2 separate regions of the Zea mays genome follow, and region 1 is linked to region 2. The links are chromatin contacts, called in public Hi-C maps. All regions are on one chromosome and are shown on one strand. The core of a region is the stretch at or near the end of the contact, and the rest is flanking DNA. Distances in the headings are between cores, read along the strand shown. Region 1 holds the start of LOC111258522. Region 2 holds the start of LOC103629684 (RNA-directed DNA polymerase (reverse transcriptase)).

What was found. A called contact is a pair of places that touch in the nucleus more often than the background predicts.
Region 1: a Hi-C map of ear shows a contact between it and region 2, with 2.0 times the contacts expected there. The contact joins the promoter of LOC111258522 here to the promoter of LOC103629684 in region 2. A contact is called at or near these places in 2 of 25 Hi-C or Micro-C datasets (ear and tassel).

Annotation. Positions count from the first base shown.
Region 1 is chr6:105,184,616-105,187,958 of Zm-B73-REFERENCE-NAM-5.0, reverse strand. It overlaps LOC111258522, which reads left to right and starts at 2,067. Exons shown (of 1, transcript NM_001357059.1): 1 at 2,067-3,343. The coding sequence starts at 2,229. The coding sequence ends at 2,666.
Region 2 is chr6:104,651,187-104,654,500 of Zm-B73-REFERENCE-NAM-5.0, reverse strand. It overlaps LOC103629684 (RNA-directed DNA polymerase (reverse transcriptase)), which reads right to left and starts at 1,820. Exons shown (of 3, transcript XM_020539364.1): 1 at 1-1,820. The coding sequence starts at 1,243.

The DNA.
Region 1 (3,343 bases), core at 818-3,317, 530 kb before region 2:
TAAGCTCACACCAAGCAAACAACAGAACCAAGCACTACGTGTAGTTTATATTTGTGTGCACATATATATCCTCCTGAAGAAAATACAAAAAGGATGTCCCTAGCTTTATTGCATCAATACGAGCATAACACTTAAGTTAACGAAAAGGATAAACCCAAACAAAAAAGTTGCGACGAAGAAAAGGTTAGTGAGGGAATATATGTTTCTATTAAAATAAAGTTTGTTTAGAGGAATGCTGTGAGAGAGAGAGAGAGAGAGAGAGAGAGAGAGAGAGAGAGAGAGAGAGAGAGAGAGAGAGATCATTCTATTGGGCCGTGCTTCAAATTCTCCACTCATCAAATCTGTCACGCTAGCTAGCTCGTAGGTAAAGCTGCCAGACGTAATCAACATTGTTGTTGGTAAAGCTCCACTAAGTGATGGATCAATTAATTAAGCTAGTAGCTAACTATCTAATGACGCTTAAGGATAAGGACATGACCTTTATCACCTTGAACTCATTAACAACCGGCCTGTGCTATCATTAAGATGCACGCATACGCACATAACTTCTGGAAACTGAACGCCTCACGTATCTCAAATGAAATCAAAACTGCATGCCAGTCCAGCGAGAATTATATACTCATGAATATATATAGAGAGGCGAGCGGATAAAAAAAGTCAAATAAATTATAGATTAGGATGTAGGGAGTATAAAGAATTATGAATTTGCGTGTAAAAAAGAAATCATATATTGCGGATGTACTGTAACTTAATTAATCTAGCTAGATCAGCTAGGTAGCTATAATATACTTAGGACACATCTGCAATGCCCCCCTTTGCTGGTACCAACGTATCTCGGTCTCCATATTAATTTACTGTCGTTGCAAAAGAGGCGAAGCTAGGACGATAGATAAACATTGGGATACATTCTCATCAACTTAGGTCCTATTTAGAAGCACCTAGTTTTTAAAAAACTGGTTCGTACGATCTAATTTATAGAAATTAGATGTTCAGTTTCTTAAAACCAAAAAACTTGTCTTTCCTAGCTAAAAGATAAAAAACTGATTTATTAAAAATCGGGTTACTTTCAAACATGACTTTATTAATTGCTTTTGGTTTTCGTTTTGGGGTCTGCCAATGATCAATGCACAACCTTTCAGAGAAATAATCAGTGCGCAAGCAATCATTCCTGGACAGTTCTAGTAGATGACCTCTTCCTCGGGCCACCGCATATATAGTGTCCATCCACGGATGGGGGGGGGGGGGGGGGGGGGGGCAACAATTAATGCAACCAATCGACAGTTGGTACGACAAACTACTCAAGTGTACTAGCTGTGCAAACTTCTTTTTTTCTCAAAAGCAATGCAAGATGATCCTTTATTTCAGATCAGATTTCAAAACCACGAACTGCGCAGAGCATGGGGATCAGGATCAAGATCAGCCCCCTTTGTGTGTTTTATCCTACACTATATACGCAAAGCCTTCAGGCCTCCAGCTTGCTTATCTGTTTCATCAGTCATCATGCCATGGTGTTTGGTTAATTACACCCCCAATTTAACTAACATACGAGTTAAAAGGACAAGGAATCACCCATCTTATCTTATCTGCCTAAGCACCAACATATACGTAATGTAAGGCCAAAGTTAGCATTTGGCAACATAAAACCCTTTTCCATTGGTCCTTTATTATTTTTCCCTCTTGACATCAACTTTACAAACACTAACATATAGAGCTCGCGCTAACATTATGATCCTGTGGAGGAGTCGAGAGGGATCACCTACGACAACGAGAGTGAGGATGAAAGGGATGAAGGGTAATTCAAATAATATTGTCTATTAAATTTAAGTGAGTAAGAGAGATAAAATTATAAAATATTCTAACTGTTGGTTTTGATGGTGTGTTAAATATGTGTGCAATTTGTTTGATATATTTAATAAATGTTATAGGTGTCGGGTGATTCGGTTAAGTGTGTTTTGCAAAGTTTAAACCGCTGGTATATATTTTCTTAGTAAGCTTCTCTGCATTGACGAGTCTCTATAAATAGACCCCGTTCCCTCTCACCGTCTCCGTAGCGCCTCCAAGAACAAAAGCATTCCTGATCTATATCCCCAACTCACTCGTAACTCGTAAGTCATAACAAGACAGCAAGCAAGGGAAGAACACCAGGTCACCAGCTAGGCGTACGTGCGGTGGGTGGGTGCAACCGTACGTGCAAGACTGCAAGCGAGCAGCTTACACTACACCGCGCCATGATGAGGCCAGGAGCGGAGTCGTTCCCGACCACGAGCCACGGCGCGCCCATGGCGGCGCCCAACTCCCCGTGGCAGTCGCCGGTGCCGTACCTGTTCGGCGGGCTGGCGGCGATGCTGGGGCTCATAGCCTTGGCGCTGCTCATCCTGGCCTGCTCCTACTGGAAGCTGTCCGGGTACCTCGACGCGGGGCGCGACCAGCGGGCCGCCGGAGAAGCTGGCGGCGCCGGCGCCGGCGCCGACGGGGAGAAGGGCTCGGCGACCGGCGCGGCCAGGCCGGCGGCGGGGGTCCGGGAGCACGTGGTGGTCATCATGGCCGGCGAGGACTGGCCCACCTTCCTCGCCACACCCGCGGCCAGCCGGGCCGTCGCGGAGCTCGGAGCCGACGCCGGCACCGTGAGCCGGAGCAGCGCGAGCGCGATGGCGCTGGCCGAGTGAATCGTTCGTTTTTTTTGGTCGTCGTCCCGGTTCTCAGTCCTCTTGCTGGAGCGGTGTGTTAGATTTAGCTGCCGGTGGTGTAGATTGTAGACGTGATTGGTTGAGACTGGGGGTGTAATTAATGGGCCGGGGGAGAAGAAACTTGGATGCGAGTTCTGATCTGCCGACTTCGCCATTATTGTTGGAAGAAGAATCGGCCAGAGAAAGCAGTGATCTCCAGAGGTTCAGACTTGAGAATTGTGAGACAATGCAGCAGAGTTCCTGATAGGCCATGCTGCCCGGCCCTGCTGCCCCTGCTGTGCTAGCTGTCGACCCCATGGCCCATGGCCCATGCACAATTGCTGTGCTAGCAGTCCAGCAGGGGCACTCGTACTCTGTTCGCGCGTCACCTTTCCTGCAACAAGTAGTTTGCCAGCCTCACTGCCTAGCTTGTTGCAACAAAAAATGCGCCCAAGACGGGATCGTGATCATAATAGCCTAGAGGTCAGGGAGCTGAGGAGGCAGTGTCCCCCTAGTGCAACCCGGCCGGAGCTGGATCTCACCGGCGTTACTGCCTGGTAATGGTAGTGACAAACTGACAATTGATAATTTCCCAGGGGAGAATCTGCCATTTGCCAGGTCGCGTGGTGCCCTGAAGTCTGAACTCTGAAGAACACGTACTGTACTAGCTTGCGAGA
Region 2 (3,314 bases), core at 571-3,070:
GTGGCACAGCTTGGAATTCTATCCCCAGGAACTCAATCTTCTCTGATACAGCGCTGTGGATTGAGCTCCCCAATCTGTCCACCCTCACCTCTAAATCCCTCTCCAAGACTGCAATTATCCTGTTCCTGATCTCAATTGTGAGCATCTTCGACCCGGACGTCACAACCAGAATATCATCTAGATATCGAATCGCATATACTCTCACAGGTGTATGCCGAACGCTGTCATCTTTCATTCTAGGATGTTTTTTGTGCACTTCCTCACGGAGGGCCATTATCTCTCCATCCACACGATTGAAGAATATGTTCACTAGCGTGCTAGTGAGCTCTGATTCCTGTGGCAGCCCGCGTCCGAGCTCGCAACCACCAAGCTCAAATGCGACCGCATCAGAGACGAACAGTTCGTTCAGGAACTCCAGGAACCCGGGATCATCGACCTTACTGGAGATGGCACCGAGCAGACGGCAAACGTGGCGAGGGGCGAAGGGCTGCCGCGGGATGGCGACACGGAAGAACCAGGACGCGCTGGGAATGGACTTGAGGTATCGGACAGCTGTGTGGCGGCCGCGGTAAGCGAAGGTGGCTGCGCGCGGGGCGAACACGGCGTCGAGGACGGAGGCGGCGCAGCGCAAAGCGAGGCGGAGCGGTAGCGTGGGGACGGGAAGCGGCTGGCCCTTGATGCGGGACGGGAGGAGGAGGCGGAGGTGGGATGATGGGGATGAGAACGCGGCGGCAGCGGCGGCAATGGTGATTGGTGGGGGCTGGGGCGGGACGGGGAGGGATGGGTGCGCGCGGTGGCTTAGGTGGAGCGCGCAGGAGAGGAGGACGGAGGGGTGCGAGAGGAGGGGGAGAAGAGAGTGGAAGCGGTGGCTGGAGGCAGAGTAGTGACAGCGGCGGAGGAGTTGCTCGAGGTCCGCGGCCGAGAGCGGCGGCGCAGCGGGTGGAGTGGCAGCGGGAGCGTTGGAGAACGCGCGGGGTGTGGGGATGATGAAGAAGTGGCACACGCGGGTGTGGGCGAGGCGGTGGAGCATGAGCGGCGTGTAGATGGAGAAGGTGGACGTGCTGCTCGCTGCGGCGGCCGGGCGGGAGGAAGGTCCGATCGCTGCGCGGCTGCGTCGACAGGGAAGGGATGAGGGACCGTAGCGCGCGATTTGGGCCGAACAATGAGAACGGGCCGACGCGCGAGCACGCGGCAGCGTGCGCAATTTGGGCTGAGCAGTGAGAACGGCCCGACTATCGTGCATGGGGCAGCCTTGTTTAGGTTAAGTAACCCTAGTTAGGGTTATGTGGACAAATATCTGCTTTATCTCTGAGGGGTTTCACATCTCTATATAAGGAACTTGTACACCACCTCATAATACAAAGAAGAGAAAGAGGCCAATGGCCCAACACTATATCCTGTGTCTCGTGTGTTACTCTGTCGTGCTTCTGGGAAGGGAGACGGGTTCTCTACAGCTTCTTGTGCCTCTACTGCTGACGGGAGGGAAGGGAGCAGATCTGGTGATCTGCGGCAACGTAGTTCTCAACACGTTATCAGCACTGCTCTACCCCGACTCGTGGATCCTATCGGCACCGACTCTCCGTCACGCCGGCAGGTCCCGGCCTTGCCGAACTGTCCTACGCGACAGGCTTCGTTCCCGTTTGTCGAACCAGGAATCACGGTATGAAATTTTGAGTGGATCTGCAATTTACTGTTCATCGCGTATATCGCTTGTGAGCCCGTATGCATGCTGCCTGTCAGATCTGATGGCGGCTCGACCGCCCACTAGCCCAGCGAGTAGATCCAGCGGCGGGCCGCCCTCAAGCCCCAGGCCCCAGCGCACAGATCCTCCATGCGGCGACTAGGACACTCCCTGGTGGAGTAGGGGTGGCTCTGGTGGCTGGGCGGTTAGAGACGGAGAAAAAAATAGGCTTGCATGGCTTTTGGGCGATTAACGTTTCCTTGCATGGCGGTTAGAGTCGTGTCTTGCATGGCGGTTGACTTTCTTAGAAAAAAAGAGGAAAGCTAATTTGTGTCATGCAACGACTTGCTTGTGGGCTTCACCATGGCTGGCCGCATGCGGATATGAATTTGCAGCCGTACGAAGCCTATGCGATGGTGCACATGGAGCCTATGTGCCTGTACTGCTGTACCGTTAGCCTATGAAAGATGGAGATGGCGTGGGCGTTTCCCACGAGCGGGTCCTTCGCGTGGACCATTTCTTTCCTCTCCATTTTGGCTAGATAAGATCGAGGTCGATTTTCCATGGGGCTTCTTCCTGGTCGCGAGGCTGCATGGCCGTAAACAAACGTGCGTGCTTGCACAGCGGTTCAAAGAAATAAAAAGGGCTATGGCAGCTTGTTGGTTGAAAAAAGTAAAATAATAGACTTATAACTCAGGGCCTTACGATTTTCCAAAAAAAAACCTTTTAGATTAATCAAGTTTGGTATAATTTATCTATTCTATTTACTTACTGTTATAAATAACAAATAGAATGAAGCATGTTTTATGTTACAATTTCTACCTTATTTAATTATTTCCTGTAGTAAATAATTAGCAAAAAAATAATATATGCTTCAAAATGAGAAAATACCTTTTTGCACTCGATGTGTTTATGTTCGTGTATTAATTTCGGTATTATTTTCTGTTTTATTTCCTGTAGTAAATAGCAGAAAATTATTTGAAATACATGTGGTTATACTACGCATAAATCAAATTGCTCTAAGTATTTGTGTCGCTTTGAGCTTTCGGACTCACATTGAGCAATTAAATTGTATAATGGGTACTCAGACATGCCGAACAGACTGCGTTGTTAATTGACTGAGTTATGACATTGGCTGCGTCATGTGATTGCTATGCCGTAGTCTCGCTTAATCGGACCGCTCCTGTTGAGTCGGACCGCCATCGTCGAGTCACACATTTTTCGTATGCCCTGCAGGCACTGTCCGTCTGTCATGATCATCAAGCCACAGTTGCACCTGTTGTGCACGTTGTGTGGACTTATTGTGTACCCCGACTACCGAGCCACAATTGCGCTTGTTGCGCTTGTTATAAAGGCTTGTTGTATTGTTGTTGCACTGATGGCCACACATACGTTGACGCCAGAACGCTAGAGTTTGTACTTGCGTGGATTGTGGTGTGTCGTTCAAGCCCCTAAAGTCACATTATGCGCAACCTTCGTAAACAATTTTGTTTTCACTCTATATTTTGTTTGATTGTGTTGTGTGGCATCGTATATTTATATATATCGCCAAGTGGCCATAACAACTATATTAAATCTGGGAAATTAAATCGAAATACAATGAAACACAGATAGGTTAAATCTCTGCTCTCTC